Regions from separate parts of the Mus musculus genome. Here all the other regions are linked to region 1. The links are chromatin contacts, called in public HiChIP or PLAC-seq maps. All regions are on one chromosome and are shown on one strand. Each heading gives the region's core, a stretch centred on a gene start, on an enhancer-like site or on the middle of the called end of the contact. The rest is flanking DNA. Distances are from core to core; before and after follow the strand shown. Region 1 overlaps Unc13a (unc-13 homolog A). Region 2 holds the start of Ocel1 (occludin/ELL domain containing 1). Region 3 overlaps Myo9b (myosin IXb).

Evidence for each region. HiChIP or PLAC-seq counts read pairs in DNA pulled down with a chosen protein or histone mark.
Region 2: a contact with region 1 is called in an H3K4me3 HiChIP or PLAC-seq map of bone marrow-derived macrophages, with 3 times the contacts expected there. The contact joins the promoter of Ocel1 here to the enhancer-like site in region 1. A contact is called at or near these places in 1 of 39 promoter capture datasets (hippocampal neurons), 3 of 484 Hi-C or Micro-C datasets (embryonic stem cells and erythroblasts), 6 of 115 datasets of contacts at active chromatin or transcription factors (T-cell acute lymphoblastic leukemia, bone marrow-derived dendritic cells, bone marrow-derived macrophages and 3 more) and 3 of 9 other capture datasets (adipose tissue, liver and pancreatic islet).
Region 3: an H3K27ac HiChIP or PLAC-seq map of microglia shows a contact between it and region 1, with 5 times the contacts expected there. The contact joins two enhancer-like sites. A contact is called at or near these places in 2 of 115 datasets of contacts at active chromatin or transcription factors (microglia and pancreatic cancer cells) and 1 of 9 other capture datasets (liver).

The regions. Positions count from the first base shown.
Region 1 is chr8:71,632,607-71,636,859 of GRCm38.p6, reverse strand. Unc13a (unc-13 homolog A) reads left to right here. Exons shown (of 44, transcript NM_001029873.2): 38 at 293-322; 39 at 1,634-1,690; 40 at 1,891-1,971; 41 at 2,196-2,343. Among named protein-coding and RNA genes, the nearest start is that of Mir6769b, 3.6 kb to the right of the region's middle. Within about 2 kb of position 2,694, at least 71 of the 459 cell types and tissues checked have an H3K27ac peak or open chromatin away from gene starts, as enhancers often do. A contact at or near this core is called in T-cell acute lymphoblastic leukemia, bone marrow-derived macrophages, erythroblasts and 1 more, where this site is marked.
Region 2 is chr8:71,369,897-71,373,908 of GRCm38.p6, reverse strand. It overlaps Ocel1 (occludin/ELL domain containing 1), which reads right to left and starts at 2,611. Exons shown (of 4, transcript NM_029865.2): 1 at 1,924-2,611; 2 at 1,276-1,441; 3 at 1,107-1,160; 4 at 220-963. The coding sequence starts at 2,234. The coding sequence ends at 835.
Region 3 is chr8:71,308,697-71,313,148 of GRCm38.p6, reverse strand. All of the region lies in intron 2 of Myo9b (myosin IXb), which reads right to left. Among named protein-coding and RNA genes, the nearest start is that of Myo9b, 38 kb to the right of the region's middle. Within about 2 kb of position 2,603, at least 80 of the 459 cell types and tissues checked have an H3K27ac peak or open chromatin away from gene starts, as enhancers often do. A contact at or near this core is called in microglia, where this site is marked.

The sequences.
Region 1 (4,253 bases), core at 1,445-3,944:
AGGCCTCCCCAACACTGGCTTGGGGCATGTGGGGGGTACAGAGACCTCGAGCCCTCCCTCTCCTTGCCTTCTCCTGTAGTCGGGGTTATAGCCTTCTAGGAGTCCCCAATATGTGCAGTGGTCAAGAAGTCTACATTCAGAGACAAAGGTAGATGCCTCAGATGGGAGGCACTAGTATCCACTTCAATGACTGGGGGGAGCTCACCCTATGATTCCAAGGGGCAGGGAAGTCCCACTGAGTATCCTCCCAACACGCATCAGAACTCTGACCTCCGCCTGGTTCTCTCCACAGGGCAGGGTGAAACTGCCAAGCCACTCAGACGTAAGCCTGGCCTCTCACTGTCTGTCTGGCTCCCACCCCATCCCTCTTCCTCCCTGCCCTTCCTCTCTGTGGTCCGTGCCGTCGGGGGCATCCTGTGGCCCTGTCTGTTATTTCTTCTTCCTCTGTCTGTCTGACTTGTTTGTTGGTGGGTAGGGAAGGGCAGTGGGAGGCGTGGAGGGTGCTCAGGAGGGCCCCCTGCTTTGCACTGGAGCACAGGTGGGTGCAACAAGGGAAACTGAGGCTCAGACAGGTAGGCTCTGGTAACTCCAGCTCACAGCCTCAGGGAACCCTAAGACTACAGGGCTGTAGTGCAGCAGAAGCCGCTCACTGAGCACTCACGGGGCCAGACTGTGACTTTTGTCCTGATGTGTGTGTGAGGGCCTGGTTTCCATCCCCAGCAGGACAGAATAGCACAGAGTGACAGCCTGAAGTCTCAAAGCCAGGTGGTGTTTCCAAACATCCTCTGCTAAACAGGCCAACCATAGCCCTGGGCCATCCTAGCTGGTGGAGCCAGCTTCCCTCCCACAAGTTACTAATTAGCATGGAGATACCAGGCCCAGAAAAGACTAGGCCTGAGGTCTTGCAGTTCAGTGGAGAATCTGAGGATGGGACCCATTCTGCCAGGCATTACCTGTGATGAGACCAAGACAGCAAACAAGACATCAAGGAATTACACATTCTTTCAAGGCCATAGGGTGGCTGTGACCACCATCTAAAGGGGTAGCAGTTTCAGAGGGGTTAAGTCACCTATCCAGGGCTGCATAGCCTGGCTGGAGTTTTCACCAAGACCTGCCTGGCTCTGCATAGCCATAGTTGGCATCTGGTGGGCATCTTGGGGAGAGGGGAAGTGTATGCAGATGCCAGTATGTGAGGAGTCTTCCTGATGCTCAAAGAGTCCTCCACACCACCCCCAGGGGTGACCAGGGGAAAGGAAATTCCCCCAAGGTGGGTCCCTGAATGCCCAGCCTGGCTCAGGACCCATTGCCACTAACAAGCCCATCTCTGTCCTCCCTCATCACGCCACACATGGACAGGCGGCCACATGCCTGTTTCTCTTATGTCTTCCAGTTGTGAGGTCATGGTGGGTATGACAGGGTGGGCAGTCTTCCCAGAGAACCGGGCTTCTCCTGCAACAAGGTGCCATGTGCCCCTGGATCTCACTGGAGCTCCTGATCCTGCTGTCCATGGGTCTCAAGCATTGCTTGAACCTTTGGACAGGAACCAAGTTGGCAGTTGGGTTTGGGTCACTCAGGATGGGGAACTATTTAGAAAACGCACACTCTCACCCGAGCTACCTGCTGTTTTCCACAGGGGACACAAATGATCTTCAATGCTGCCAAGGAGCTGGGCCAGCTGTCCAAACTTAAGGTGAGGGGGCAGAAGCTCTCAGGAGAAAGACTAGGAACAGATCAACAGGCAAAAATCCCTGCTCCCAGACCTGAATCCCACTTAAAATGTCCTTGAGTATAATGGATCAAGGATACAGATCACTTGATCCACAGCATGGAAAGCAAAGGCTCACAGTGTAAAAGCTTTGCCCACCTAACCTCTCCCTGCCATCCCCACAGGATCACATGGTGCGGGAAGAAGCCAAGAGCTTGACCCCGAAGCAGTGTGCTGTTGTTGAACTGGCCCTGGACACCATCAAGGTAAGGGAGGGGCTACAGAGGGTTTTAAGAGAGGGCATGAGAAAGTGGGATTTGAGGAATGCATAGGAATTTACAAAGTAAAGTATATGGGTAGCGAGCAGGGAGTAACTTTCCATCTGTGCATACAGTAAATACAGTGGTCCTGGGGCAGCTGTGGCCTGGTGAAGATGGGGAGGGTGAGAGGTGCTGGGAGCCATCTGAAGCCTCACTGTGTCCACCCTCAGCAATACTTCCACGCGGGGGGCGTTGGCCTCAAGAAGACCTTCCTGGAGAAGAGCCCGGACCTCCAGTCCCTGCGCTACGCCCTGTCGCTCTACACGCAAGCCACCGACCTGCTCATCAAAACCTTCGTGCAGACGCAGTCAGCGCAGGGTAAGGGAATCTGGTGCTTTCTTCCCGAGCCAACCAGAGTCTCCCCGCCCAGCCGCAGGCTCCTCCCCTGAATGACTGACAGAACTCCATGGGGGCGGGGCATCCGACATCTAGGCACCAAAGGTGATTCTTTCAAGACAAAGAAACAAGGGGTGATGGGCAGCCGTTGGAGGGAACCTCACTGACTCCAGAAGCCAGGATTTTAAAGCTTCCAGGGCAACGGAGTGACTGTCATTGAGGGGCGGGACCTGGTTGTCCGCTCTGGGGCAGGACTTCTATGGTACTCTTAGAATAAGAGAAAATTGACAGCTCTAGGTGAAATCTGATGTCATGGATTCAAAGCGTGGCTTCCTCCTTGGGGGCGGGGCCTCTGCGCTAAGTCAAAGATGTGGAATGATTGACAGGTCTAGGAGGTTCAAGGATCTGGCCCTGGGAGTTGTGGGGACCTGGGAGGTGCTGGGCCTCAGGTCTCCCCGATCCCTCTGTCTGTCTGTGTTGCTTCTGTCCCCGTCCCTCTGAGCTCTCTCCATGCAGCAGCTGAGGCCACAGGGCAGGGGTCCAAGGTCCTAGTATCTCTCTCTCTCTCTCTCTCTCTCTCTCTCGGGACCCCCGTTCAGAATTACCCCAAAGGTGCCATCTGGGCAGAGGTTGGTGACCTCAGGCTTTGTTCTTGTGGTGGAACGAGGGAGGTTGTTATCCATGGCCCCCAACCCCGCACAGCGGGTGGAGCCCAAGCCTCAGTTTCCTCTCCTGTTCTTGTTGCTTTTGGTGTCCCTAGTGTTCCCGGAGTGGGAGGCTGTCTGTCTGTCCGTCCGTCTGCACTGACGTTTCTTTCTCTCTCCCCTTCTCTCTCTCTCTTTCTCTCTCTCTCTCACTCTCTCATTCTCTCTTGCTCTCTCTCTTGCTCTCTTGTTCTTCCTGTCACTCGCTGCCCCCTTTCTGCGCCTCCCCCCCCCGCCCCCCCCCCCGCCACGTACACTCCTCCCTCCTCTCCTCCTCCCTCCCTGTCCATCCTGGTCAGTCCATGGTGGAAAAGGGACTAGGTTTACCCTTAGTGAAGACGTTTGTCCTGAGATGGGTACGTGCCTGCGCCGCCCGCCACCCGCACGCGGTGCCCGGTGCCTGCGCCCTTCCCCCTGCCCGGCTAGTAAGACCCCGGCCTTCCCGCACGGGGGCGCCATGTCCTCGCACATGGGGAAGGGCGGCTTGCTGGCTCCACCCAGGGAAGGAGTCCCCATCCCTTTCTCCCAAGACACACGCATCCCAGGCTGGGCCTGCGGCTTCCATTCCCAGAAAAGCACAAGAAAACTAAACAATGAAGTGTGCTCAGATCCTAAGTCAGCCATTCTGCAGCCAGCCTCCTCCCTGACTGTTCTGTCCCCTGGAAAACAGGGATAGTCAAGATGGACATTTCCAGGTGTGCCTGATGGCACAGGCCTGTGGTCCCTGTACTTGGGAAGCAGTGATAGGGGGATCACATGTTCCCACCAATCTTAGTCAAATACCCGCCCCCATCCAAAAAGAACTTGCATCCTGTCCAGTCTTCCCACAGGCACCTGAGGTTTCCTGTGGTTGAGGGTCAAGGCAGCCTCCTTCCCCTACAAGAGACTCTGGTTATGGTGGGAGGGTGGAGTGTGTGACAGCCCCTTCCTGGTGGAGCCAGCAAACCTGGGGTGGGGGCTGGCACCGCCCCCTCCTCACTTCTTACTAGCCTGGGCCTTGATCTGACCTTTTACACAACCCACCATGTCTAACTCCCCAGCACCCCACCTCTGGCCCGGACTGAGCTTGCTGAAGCATTGGCCTGGGGGGAGGGGGCTGAGCATGTGACTGGGGAGGTATCTGAGATGATATGGGTGACCACCTGAGGTGGACAGTGCTGGGGCCATGAGCGCAGGAGTCTCCTGGCC
Region 2 (4,012 bases), core at 1,362-3,861, 260 kb after region 1:
TTACATTGGGGTCAGTTTGAATTCAATTTCTTCCCCCAAGTAACATATTCCTGTTTCTAAAGTTACCATAAAGAAGGTGGGGACAGATTGAGATGTGAATTTAACTGTTGATGTGTGGTGATGAAGGGAGCTGGGGGAGTAGCCCAGCAGTGGTGGCACATGCCCTTGGTTCCAACTCATGGGAGGCAGAGGCAGACCAATCTCGGTTCAAGGCCAGCCTGGTCTATATAGTGAGTTTAAGGATAGTGCTAAACAGAGAAACCCAGCCTTGGAAAACAAAAAATACCAGGGAGTTAGGGGCCCAACTGTGGAGTGGGACTGAGTGAGATCCATGCCTATTGAGCCCGAGGCCTGCGTTCAAGCCCTAGCTGATCTACTTTTACTACAAACTCCACACATGTGGTCCTCTCTGTTGGAAGACATCTTCCTAGGAGACTCCTGGCCTGCAAGTGGCCTGGGACTTGTCATCCTCAGTGGCTCAGGTTAGTTTCATCTGAGGAGCTATGCAGAGTGGACAGGATCAAGGTGTCCTGGATTGCGCCCCTGCAGGCAGGCCCCAAGCATTGCCCAGCCCTTACCCCTAGTATGCCCCATCACAATACTTATGCCAGGCTGCCCCAACTCATGCCTTCTGACTATGCCCCCTGGAATCTACACAGCCATTGCCCCCATATGAGACCTCAGACAGGTCTATGAACCTCATTTCCCCTTCTGTAAAATGAAGGGATGCTTTTAGGTAGCTGCACACAGTAGGTGTCTAATCCATGTTTACTCCCTGGAAGAACTGGTGTGGTTTCCTATTGGAGGAGGAGCCCGCCACCATCTCCAGGACACTCAGAAGTACACAGAGTCTTCACTGTTGCTGTCCTGCTGGTCATCAAATTTGCGGATCTGGGCCTTGAGGTGCCTGAGTTTACCCTTCAGGTAGTTACAGCGAGCCTGCTTATCCAGGAAGCCAGGATCCTAGGGGGACAAGAGTTGAGGAAGTCCTCCTGGCACTGTAACCAGAGGCCCTCAAGCTGTTCAGCTTTGATTACATGGTCCCAGTCTCAAGACAGCACCACACACACACAGCCCAATCTGTGACCCCAGGAGTCTCCACTCACCCCTCGCTTCTTCTCAAACTCTCTCCTGACATGAGCTGCCATGCGAGCCTCCTTCTGAAAGGGCAAGGTGGGAAGGGGCTCAGAAGGGCCACCATGACCCTGACAGCATGCCACCCAGTAGAAGCTGCACAGCCGCAGGAAGCTGGGGCACAGGAGTTCCTGGGCTGACCTGGCTTCGTGGCGGGGGCAGCGACAGCAGCAGGGCCTCCAGTTGCTGGAGCTTAGCCTGTGTGGCCCCCACCTCCCGCTGGAGCTCCGAGAACTCGCCATACTGGTCCTGGAACACTGCGGCATAGCGGCTCCGGTCCCTTCTGTTGGTCACTGGTGGGTACTTACTACCAGGTTGGAAGGGGTCAGTCAGTGTATAAGTAGAGGGAAATCTGTCTTTCCACCCATCATGGCAATTGGCTTTTCTTCTTCTTTTCTTTTGGTTTTTTTGAGACAGGGTTTCTCTGTGTAGCCCTGGCTGTCCTGGAACTTACTCTATAGACTAGGCTGGCCTCGAACTCAGAAATCCGCCTGCCTCTGCCTCCCAAGTGCTGGGATTACAGGCGTGTGTCACCACTGCTAGGCCCGGCAATTGGCTTTCCTTTGCCAGTGCTGACCACCAAATCAAAATGCCTTCTACCACCAATTCCGTTTCCTAATTTCATAAACTCTTATTCGCCCATCAAAACCCCAGCCTCAATGCCCCTTTCTGTTTCCCAGGCATTAAGAAGCTCTGAGGGAACGTGGGTATGATGAATTCAGGAGACTAAGGTAGGGGCTATCTTGGACTAGACGACCAGACCTGGTCTTACAACGAGTGGGCACTCACAGCTCGTAGTCAGGTACTGGGTTGAGGCGGGGTCCCAGATCTCTGGGATGCTTCTCAGGGTGCAGTGGCTCCCGGGGGCGCAGCTCATCCGCAAACACGATCTTCCGGGGCCTCACGCAGAGCTCTCCCGGCCCGGGCTGGCTCTGCGGCCGTCTGGAGCGCGGACGCTCCGGGGCAGGCATGCGTGGGGCTGCAGCTCTCTGGCGCCCCCTGGCGGCAGGGCGCGAATTGCAAGTGGCTTCCGGGCCTGAGAGCCTGGCCAGAGGACCCCGCCGGCCGCGCCTGGAGGCGGGACCTGCATGTATTTGCATACGCGAGCGCGGTTGGCTGGCCGCGCAACCCAGAGTGCGGATCCCGGAAAGGGGCACTGACGAGGCGCCGCGACGTCACCGCGGCGTCATGCTCGAGAGTGGCTGGCGGTGCAGCGCGGGCCCCGCCCCATTCTTGAAACCGGAAGAGCGCAAAGCAGCGGAGGGCGACTGGGGTCCGAGTCGAGACGACCCCTTCGCCTCTTGCCTCGCGGGGTTACGGCCCACAAAGCTTCCAGCCCCCGCCCGCCTGTGGTTATCCGAGGATCCCACTCGGTGTCACCTGTCCCAGAGCCCCGTCTGGCCCTGCCGCCGGGAACGCAGCTGTGCAGGAACTGCGGGTGGAGCCGTTGGCACGGGCGCTCGGCCGCTAGGGCGGGGCTCTCAGGGTGGGCGGAGCCTGCGGCGCGTGTTCCTCTCTGGGTTGGAATCAGCCCTTCACTATGCTGTTTGGCCTATTCATTTACCCCAGTCTATTGGGAAAATAAGGTAGTTTTTTTTTTTTCTTTTCTTTCTGCTTTTTTTTTTTTGTTTACCAATTTATTTTTTTCTTTAGCAATTGTATTATTTTTGTGTGTGTGTGACCTTGTACATACTCAGAGACCAATACAGGTCGTTGAGTGTCGTACAGCCCTACTTTTTTTTTTTTGACAGTTTCTCCGAAACCTGATGGTCCCTGTTTAGGTATTCTGGCTGGCCAGCGGGCTCCAGGTAGATCTGCTTGTATCTCCCTCCTAGCACTGGGTTGATAGGTTCCTGCTCCCCACCTCTGCCATTTTACAAGAGTACTAGGGGTTGGAACCTAGATCTGCATACTTGAGTCACACTCTTACACTGAGTCATCTCCCTAGACCCTAAGAAGTGACGTTTATTATGCTAACTATGTGTGTGTGCATGTCAGACTCCCTGAAGTTACCATTACAGTTAATATATTTATTTTTAAAGATTTATTTCATGTATATGAGAATATTGTAGCTGTACAGATGGTTGTGAGCCATCATGTGGTTGCTGGGATTTAACTGATGACCTCCGGAAGAACAGTCGGTGCTCTTATCCACTGAGCCATCTTTCCAGCCTATCTATCTATATTTATATACACACACACACACATATATATGTATATATATTTTTTTTTGGTTTTTCGAGACAGGGTTTCTCTGTGTAGCCCTGGCTGTCCTCACTTTGTAGACCAGGCTGACCTTAAACTCAGAAATCTGCCTTCCTCTGCCTCTCAAGTGCTGGGATTAAAGGCATGCACCACTACTCCCGGCCCAAATATATTTATTAGTTTTTAATTTTGTTTTTGTTGTTGTTTTTTGTTTGTTTGTTTGAGACAGGGTTTCTCTGTATAGCCCTGGCTGTCCTGGAACTCACGCTGTAGACCAGGCTGGCCTTGAACTCAGAAATCTACCTGCCTCTGCCTCCCAAGTGCTGGGATTAAAGGCGTGCGCCACCAGTGCCTGGCTAAATATAGTTTTTGATTGGCTTTTTTGTCCCTAACTCTTACTGCTTATTTTGCTCATGCTCTGGGGTGGAACTCAGGCTGTCAGGCTTTGTGGCAAGTGTCTTTACCAACTGAGCCGCCTGACAAGCCTTTCTTGTGCTATTTTTGGAAGATGGAGTCAAGGTCCCACTATGTGGCCCTGTCTGGCCTATAATTTTCTGTGTATACCAGGCTGGCCCTAAACTCAGTCTGCCTCCCTAGGGAGGGGATCTGCGTGGCCACTGCTCTCCCAGGCAGGTTTTAACTTTTCTTCCTGTTTTTGAGACTTGGTTTTGTT
Region 3 (4,452 bases), core at 1,354-3,853, 320 kb after region 1:
TTAATCCCTTCCACACCCGTATGAGGCACTGGCTAACTTTTAAAGGGCAGGGGACAACTTTCCCTGCAGACATCTTAATATGATGTCAGGCCCAGGTCTGAGGACAGCCAGCCAGCAAGGTCTGCAGAGTACAAGGCTTTCTGATTCTGCAATTATAGATGACCCTGCAGGCTAGGGCTTTGTCTGTTCCTGGTGACCTCATGTGTCGGGTATGTGTCTGAGTACACAGTGACTTTTCAAAGTCAGGCTAAAAATATCTGGTTGGAGCTATGATACACAGAGGAGCTCAGAGTGCAAAAAGGGGATGGCACTGGGATGGCTGGGGGTTGCTTGCAGGGGGAACCAGTAAAAGGGTGGACAAGCCCTGTTAAAGCTATTGAACCACAGGCCTTGGCAAGGTGCCAGGGAAAGAAAGGGCTCAGCTTCCAAAGAAACATAATATTCCTCCTTTCTAATATAAAAGAGCATTGCGAATATTAGTTTGTGCACTGCTAAAATTAGATCCTGATTAGATCTACGGATACTACTTTGGGTTCAGGTCCAGAGGAAATAACAACAGCCAAGCGGCTGGGAAGAACAATGTGGTCATCAAACAGTGGGTACTACCTAGCCTTAAAAAGAAAGGAAGGAGGTGGCTCAGTGGGGAAAGTGTTTGACAGGCAAATGTGACAACCTGAGTCCAAAGCCACAGAAGTCAAGAAGATGGTGGACATAGCACAACTGCCCAGAAGCTAGCAGGACCCTGTGGCAGAAATGAGGAGAGACCTGCCTCAAACAAGGTGGATAGTTAAGACTCACTCTTCAAAGTTGTCCTCTGACTTTCATATGCACTATACACACAGATGCATGCAGATGCACACAGACACACACAGACACACAGACACACAGACACACACACACACACACACACACACACACACACACACACACACAGATGCACAGATACACACAGCTTTAGCATGCATGACTTACTCAACAATATTTGCTTTACAAGGAGTCAAAGTCTTATCCTGTTGCACAGACTGACCTAAAATTTGTGACTCCTCTGCCTTAACTGGGATTATAATTATGATCCACCAGCCTTAATTTAAACAAACAAAAAATTTTTAGATTTATTTATGTGTATGACTGTTCCACCTGAATGTCTGTGCATTAACATATGTGTGCCTGGTGCTCACTGAGGTCAAAATAGGGTGTCAGATCTCACAAAACTGGAGATACAGACATTTGTGAGCCACCAACTGGGTGCTGGGAATCTATCTGGATCCTCAACAAGGGCAGTCATATCTCCAGCTCATCCTTGCCCTCTTATTTTTTTGGTCTTACTATGTAGCCCAGACTGGCCTGAGACTCATGAACATCTGCCTGCCTCTGCCTCCCAAGTGCTGGGATTAAAAGTGAGTGTACCACACTTTCCAGGCTCAGACTTTTAAAAGCACATTTTCTAGTGAGGTCAAAGCCAGTCTGGGCTATATGAACTGTCTCATAAGCATACATCCTTGCTGTGCCCCACCCCAACACACTCTCGTTTGGGCTGTGTCCTCCACAGTCCCTGACATTCAACAACCAATGGTCTTCTCTTGAGCCTAGGAGCCTAAGTGCAGTCACTAGTGGCTTGCCCAGTAGGTGCAGGTGGCAGCTGCTCCACTAGACACCAGAGGCAAAGCTGTGCATTTCCATGGTTTCCAAACTGGGTGGTGCTACCTGCCTGTATATCTTGGCACCTGGGAGGCTGAGGCAGGGGAATTGTGATTTAAGGCTAACCTGGGCTACGTAAGCAAGCTCCTGTTTCATAAAACCCCAAAAATTACAACAGAAAGGGTAAACAGTCTAGGCTGAAGCACACCTGCAAGCAGGCAGCATTTTTCTTTTGATCTTCAGCTCCATGAAGCCTGTGGGAGGCCCTCTGGAGGTCCAGTGAGCCTGGGCTGCCTTCTTCTAAAGGGATACCATGGGGTAGAGGAAAGGGTGACATAGAACTGTTGCAGGAAATATATATATATTTACAATATATATATTGTAAAGCAAGTTCCCGAGCTACAACCAGCTACTTTCTACCCTGTGGGGTTTGGCCAGCATGCACTGGTGGGCAATGGCCAACCTGTTTTTATCTTGTGGAGACTCTCTGGCCTGGAGCTCTCAAAAGGTTTCCACCCAGCTTGCTAGGTTTCCACTAGCAGGTCACTATCACATCAACCCTGTGCTTCAAATCCCTCAGGAAAATCCATGCTTTGCTGCCATACCTTTCTCTCTTGAACCCAGGCAACCCTATGTGTGAAGGAAACCACAACACAAACGTAGTTCAGAAACAACAGTAACTCAATCGCTGGGTGCAACAACTAAAATCCTAACTTGTAAGCCTCATTAAATCTAAATCCTCCAGTGGTGAATCCTGATGGATCTGTCATTGTAACCGGGAGACACTCTACATTTTGTCCTCACGCTATGTCAGTCCAAAGAGAACTAATTCTCTCCTGCTTCCTTTCTTCCCCTCTCCAACCCGGAAGTCCTGCCTACTCGCCCAGTGATTGGCTCCTTTATTCACTAGGGGATCGTTTCACAAGAAGTCACTTGAGTGTGACTCACTCCTTGTCTGCAACCCCTGCCAGGAGAGCAGAATTAGCATCAACATACAAACAGCACCAGGTCCATCTACAACATAGAACCACCATGAAAAAGTGTGTTGCCCCTGACTGACTAGCAGCTATGTTTTCTGAATAGAAAGTTCTAGTGGCTTCCTCTAGGTTGCCTTTTATGGTCATGAATAAACTTCTGGTTGCGTTCTATGTAGCTTTGTGTGATTTATGTAGTGAGTGGGTGAGTTTAGACTTTGAGACAGAGTCTCATGTAGCCCATGTTGGCCTCAAGGGCTTAAAGACATGGATGACCTTAAACCATGAATCCTCCTGCCCCAGTCTCCTAAGTGCTGAAATAACTAGAGGCCCACCCAAATTACGTGGTGCTGAGGACAGAACTCAGGGCTCTGTGAACTGAGCTTCAATCCCTTCTGGCTTTTTGGGATGGAGTTCTCCTCCTCCTCTTCTTCCTCTTCCTCCTCCTCCTTTTCTCTTCTCTTCTCTTCTCTTCTCTTCTCTTCTCTTCTCTTCTCTTCTCTTCTCTTCTCTTCTCTTCTCTTCTCTTCTCTTCTCTTCTGTCTCTGTCTCTGTCTCTGTCTCTGTCTCTTTCTGTCTTTGCCTCCCCACTCTCTGTCTCTCTCTGTATTTCCCTCTCTGTGTATCTCTGTCTATCTCCTGCCCAAGCTAACCCTGAACTCCTGGGCTCAAAAGATGCTCCTGCCTCAGACCCAAGTGCTTGGGGTGGGGGGGGCACGTGGGGTGGTCACAGAGGAGTACTGTCAGACTTGGTCCCCACTTGCTCTTGACAGCTGAAGTGACGGGCAGAGGTCTCACCACAGCAGTCATAGGGAGAACCAGCCATTGAAGAATGATAGCCCAAGGGTGGAGGTAGAGCTGAACTGCAGATACAGGAAGCAGAGCATCACCATGAAGTCTCAGCTCCTCAGTGAAAGAGGACAAGGGAGCTCCCCAAGGCCTGCCTCACACCCCACTTCCACCCAGAGGCTCTTCTGGTCTCTTCCAGTCTTGGAGCTCAGCACAGCTCTGGACAGCTGCTGGCCAGACAGATATCCGACAACTATACACATCAGGGATGTGGTTAGGGTTGGGTGACTGTGGGACAAAAAGCCCCCTACCCTCAGTGCCCCTGACCACAGAAGGCACCAAGTGTCAGCCACAGATGAAATGGGAAATGAAACAAGAGCTCTGGAGGCCAGGATGACCCCCCCCACCCCCAAGATGGACCCATTCCTACCCAAGAATCCAACATAAGCAGCAAAATCTCAAGTACTGTTGGAGATGACCCAGTAGGTGAAGTACTTGGCCACTCAAGTGTGAGGAGCTGAGTTCAAATTCCCAGAACTAACATAAAGCTGGATACACAGCATGACTGTCTGGAGGTGGAGAGGGAAGCAGAAAAGCAAACAAGGTGGAAGGTGAAGACCACACCTGAGGTTGCCCTGACTTCCACACCTAGGTCATGTCACACACACACACACACACACACACACACACACACACACACACACACACACACACACAAACACACACAGAGCCAGGAGTGGTACAAATTATTGATATAGGATTTCACTATGTAGCCCAGGTTGGCCTTAAATTTGCTATGTAGCTCAGGCTAGTCTGCAACCCCTAAGCCTCCTCCCTTGCCTCACAGAGCAGCAGGATGGCAGATCTGCACCAGCATGCTGAGTAACTGGACAAATCCTGAGACCCTGTCCAAGTCAGGAAGGGACATTTAGGGCTTTCCGTAGCCAAGCAGATCCTGAGACTAAAGGAAGGGGAAGCAGATGTGCCAGCCAGGCTCAGGCAGTGTAGGCCAGGATCACATTTTCTGAGGCTGCTGTCCTCAGCTGCAGAC